Regions from separate parts of the Gossypium arboreum genome. Here region 2 is linked to region 1. A link is a contact called in public Hi-C data. All regions are on one chromosome and are shown on one strand. The core of a region is the stretch at or near the end of the contact, and the rest is flanking DNA. Distances in the headings are between cores, read along the strand shown. Region 1 has its middle 18 kb from the start of LOC108486679. Region 2 holds the start of LOC108486693 (probable sugar phosphate/phosphate translocator At5g25400).

Region 1 (2,532 bases), core at 18-2,517:
ATCATCTTCAACACATTTTTGTTCTAAATTTTAATGAAAATGTATTAAATCCCACCATTATATTCTTTTTGTTGTCATGAGTTATTTTTATAGTATTCAAGTTAGATTTTCTTTTTGTTATTTTTACGATTTGTAAATAAGATAGATTCTTAAATAATAATAAAATATTTGAAGGGTAAAATTGATATTTTAAATGTTACAAATTTATTAATAATTCTTTTACTCTCACTTTCCTTATAATAAAGAATTTATACTTTGTCATGAACAACGATAATACTCTACCTATGGCGGAATTTATGGTGGGATCGAATAACGGCGTTGATCGAGCAACCAAGAAAGTTCGTACAAGACTAGATTTAACATTAGACAAGGATGATTCGACAGTGGACAGTAATGGAAAACAGACACAGATTTCGAGATTCACTAAGGCCTCATATAAACCGATATTGGTAGGGGACTCGTCGACTTTGTGCATAATGTATCCATGGAGGAGGATTTTTCACTTCTAAATGGGGATATGGTAACAGAGGTGGTTGATGGTGTTTTGTTGATCACTTTTTTGAATCAGGTACAAGAATTAATTGAACGTAAGATGGCGAGGACAATTGTGGTTAAATTATTAGGCAAAAGAATTGGTTTTAATGTACTGTTGAATAAGGTTTCGTTATTGTGGAATCCTAGACACCCGATTCAAATGATGGACCTAGAAAACTTTTCTTTTTCTAGTTAGGTTGTAAGATGAGGAGTATTATAATAGGGTTTAGTTGGGGGACCGTGGGTAATCTATGGTCATTACTTATCTGTTCGACCAATGGTTGTCAAAGTTCTCGATGACCTAGATTAAAGTTGAACAACAGGTGGTGTGGATTAGACTCCTGGGCTTACCTGAAGGGTACTACTCGGATTGCCTCCTTCAAGCGATTGGGTAGAAAATCATTCAAGTGAAAAAACTGGACGTGCATACTATTAGTGCTTGTTGGGGGAGGTTTGCATGGCTAGCAGTGTGCGTGGGTTTGAGAAAGTCGCTAGTGTCAAAGGTAAAAATCAACAGATAGTTAAAGCATGTAGAGTATGAGTCTCTACAAAACATTTGCTTCAAGTGCGGCCGTTATGGTCACAGTGTGAATGTCTATTTGGGAGCTAAAACTCCACCACCAAAAAATGGAGCAAGTCAGCTTGAAACTATATCGAAGGTTTCAGGTTTAAATTAAAGGGTAAAGGATGAAGCTTTTGGGTCATGGATGCTAGTCGTGGACACTAGGTTTTGCTAGTGGGTTTAATGTTAAAGGGTTTGTAGGTCCTTCTAGAGTGGGTCAACAAGCCAAAGGCAAAACTATAGTGATTGCAAATGGGCCGAATAAAGGGAATAGTCCATTAATGCTAACAAATGGCAATAATAATATTCAGCCTATTTCTGAGAAAAGGTCCTTTGATGATGTTGCAATTATGAGGCCAAAATTAGATAAGGTAATTTTGGATAAATTGGTTCTTCAATTTGTTAATGTGTCAATTAAATTGGACAAAGGGAAACACATGACAGTTCGTTAGGTTTGGTTAAAAGGAAACATAATTGAATTTTTAACTTCAGGTAATCAAGCAAAATTATTTTGTGTTTTTTACCAAAAGAAAATAATACATGGGAAAGGTTGCGGGACAAACCATCAGATGATGATTCTAGAGGGTTTGCTCGTACCATGGTGGTTTTCTCAAAGGCAATGGTGGACCTTGTTAGTGATTTGGAAAAAGGAGCCGAAAGAATGTCGATAGAGGATGATGAGTTATCAAGAAGAGAGGTTATGAAAGACAGAACACCTATAATGATTATATTAGTTGTTGAGATGTCTACTTGATTTTAAGGTTGGTTTTTTTACTTTTTTTTTGTTTTATGGATACAGAATTTTTATTGTTAGAATTCTCAAGAAGTCGATCATCCCCAATTTCGTAATATTGTGAAGGAATATAGGAAGGTTTTTTCTCTTGATTTAGTTAGTTTGTTTGAAATCCTGGTTAGTGGAGCAAGAGTAGATGGTATTATTTCTAAAATTGGGTATCCTAATTCGTTTAGTGTTGAAGCTAATGGGTTTGCTGGTGGTATTTTGATTTGCTGAAATAAGGATTTGGATGTGTTGATTGTTCATTTGCAAGTTGTCCATTTAAGGGTTCGTAGTAAGCAAGGTTCAGATAGTTGTTGGGAAATGTGCCCATATTTTAGTAAATATGCAATTGTTTTCTATGTATTTGAACGACGAATAAATAAATTTCACATTTCATGTTATTTCTTTTGTATTTCTGTCTTTCATATTTTGCATGCATAGCGAAAATGTGACAAGCAAATATTAGCTTATTGATTGTCTAAGTTCAAATTGATAATAAGTGGCATTCAATGAACGTTTACATTGCGAGAAAAACAAATTACTTCAGTAGATAATCTAAACGAGTCTGTAATCCTGTAAAAGAATCAAATTGAATGCTTTATTCAAATATTGAAAAGGATTATTATGTTGTCTACAATTCTAATTGAGGAGATGTATA
Region 2 (2,532 bases), core at 15-2,514, 110 kb before region 1:
ATCCTGAGATTCACTGCTCTTACCACTTCCTTCACCTTCTCTCTCTTCCAACAATCTCCCACCTTCTTCATCTGCTTGTGCAGTCTTCTTCTGTGCTTCTTTGGCCTTCAAAGCTTGTAACTTTGAATGATTATAGTAAGCAACACCCAAAAACGCCAGTCCATACCCAAACAAGTTGATGGGTGTCACGGTATCCTTGATGACAGACCAAGAGAAGGCAATCAACAACCAGTCCTTGACAACCCCAGCTACATTCATGGTCAAAGCAGAGGTCTTTCCAACAAGTAAGAACACAGCTAGGTTCAAAGCAAATGCACATATAGAGTTGGTCCCAAAAATGACGAAATCGAAATGGAAACTCGATGTTTCTTTCAAAACTGGGTACTCAACGAAAACCCATGGGACCAAAAGGAAAACAAAGCAGCATGGAGCAACGTAATATAACGAAGTAATGGGGTTCAAGGTGATCCCTTTAGAAGTAAGCAAGATTTGGATCATGACCAACCTGGTAGCCTCAAAAGCAACAGCTCCCAACTGCAAAATCACTCCCCAAGTGTCGAATTTAGCTTCCCCATATGCTGCGATGGCGACCCCAAAAGAGATTGACAACATGTTGACCATCGTATCGTTCTTGTACCCTTCTTTTTTAAAAAGGACGCCGATGGAATACACGGCGACGGGCATCAACGCTTTGAGCATCTGGATGAAGGAAACGGACAAGTAAATGTAGGCGGAATTGGAGAGCCAGAGGCTGAGGGAGTAAAGAGCGCCGATGGGGACGACGGAAGAGAGGTAAAGGTCTCGAGACATGGAGACGGGCTCGACGACTTTGAAGACCTTGATGAGGAGGAAAGCAAGGGAGGCACAAAAGGACATGTGGATCATGGTTAGAGAGATTGGGAAAGGCCAATTGTACATCTTCTTGTCGAGGATGTACTTGTTGTAGACGATGACGGTGAAGCTGAGGAAGATCCAGATTGCTACGTAGGTGTAGGAGAGAAGGATCTTCTTGATGACGCCGTCGCTCAATGAACCGCCTTTACCCATTGCTTGTTTTTGGGGTTTTGAGAGGTGCCCGGATCGGAAAAAATGGTGGAAGAATTGATCGGAGATCGGAGATCGGAATGTGGGGGGATTTTTCTCTATGTGGATGCTGAAAAATCAAGATTTGATTTGTTTTTTTTTTAATGTAGTGAAGGATGTTATCTTTTTTGTTTAAGGTGTGTTTTCTTTATGTTGATGGAATGGGCCTCTTTATGGGCTTTTTTCTCTATAGTTTGATACCATTTCCCTTTTTTAATTTTAAGATCCACTTAAAATTTTGACCCCAATAATTTAAATTTAAATTCGATGCAATTATTTAAATTTAAATTTTCATCCCATTAATTTAAATTTAAAATAAATTTAATTTAATTTAGTTATAAAATTAAATAATTTGAACTTATTTAACCTGAAAATGACCTATCCTGAATGATTCATACCCAACATATCTAGATACAAAAAATAAATTTGAGATAAAAAATTGAATTACCTAAACTTAAAATTATTTGAACTCAAAACTAATATATAATTGAGATAATCTAAATCCAAATTATTCATAAATTCTCTAATCCTTAAACTAGAGGATATTGAACTCTTAAGCACGCATAAACTCATGATGACCTCTTACTTATTGCAATATCAATCACAAAAATAAAAAATTAAAGATCAATTTGAACCGTGGTGTTTGGATGATTTGTAGGATACAAGTTAAAAAACGTGACTCTTCGAATTAAACAGAACTGAATTTTTAACTTAATTGAATAATTAATTTTAATTTTTATGATTTTAAATTAAATATTTTATATTTTAAATAGTATAAATAACTTGATTTTTTATATAAAAATATTTTTAAAGAAATACAATACAAAAGTTATTAATTAATTTTATTTACTTAAAAATTATTAATTTTTAATAGTCATGAAAAATACTTTAAAACTAGTTTAAAAAGTCAAAAGTTACAAAATAAAACTCACTTATCAAAATAAGTTAAAAAAGAAAAAACTCAAAACTCAAATTTTATATGAAAAGTTAAGAATCAAACTTATTTGAATTAACATGAACGATTTAAAAAAAAAAATGAACTGAATTGAACTAAACTCATTTCTATGTGCTAACACTCGGTGGACAAATTTTATTTCTTTTTTAAGAATTTATACTATAAAAATTTGACTCAATTAATCAAAATCGGATCTAACTTAACTTAATTAGATCATAAAAATTCAATAATCAAAACTTAAACAACCAAACTTAAAATATGTCTTCCAAAAAAACATGAAAAACACTGATCTAAAATAACTTAAACTCAAAACTATCCTAAAACCACAATAACCGACCATGTAAATTTCCATACAAATACAAAACCTCCTTGCATTTGAATGTCAGTCAGTGCATTCCACAACAAACCACATTTAAAAATCTTACATAAATAATATAACAATATTTTATTTATTTTTCATGTCAGATGTTGGAAAAAGATCAACTTCGTTATAA

Evidence for each region. A called contact is a pair of places that touch in the nucleus more often than the background predicts.
Region 2: a contact with region 1 is called in a Hi-C map of leaf, with 3 times the contacts expected there. The contact joins the promoter of LOC108486693 here to the enhancer-like site in region 1. A contact is called at or near these places in 2 of 5 Hi-C or Micro-C datasets (both in leaf).

Annotation. Positions count from the first base shown.
Region 1 is chr6:103,185,181-103,187,712 of ASM2569848v2, reverse strand. No RefSeq gene overlaps it. Among protein-coding and RNA genes, the nearest start is that of LOC108486679, 18 kb to the right of the region's middle. Within about 2 kb of position 1,267, at least 1 of the 2 cell types and tissues checked has an H3K27ac peak or open chromatin away from gene starts, as enhancers often do. A contact at or near this core is called in leaf, where this site is marked.
Region 2 is chr6:103,297,905-103,300,436 of ASM2569848v2, reverse strand. LOC108486693 (probable sugar phosphate/phosphate translocator At5g25400) reads right to left here and starts at 1,264. Exons shown (of 1, transcript XM_017790875.2): 1 at 1-1,264. The coding sequence starts at 1,047.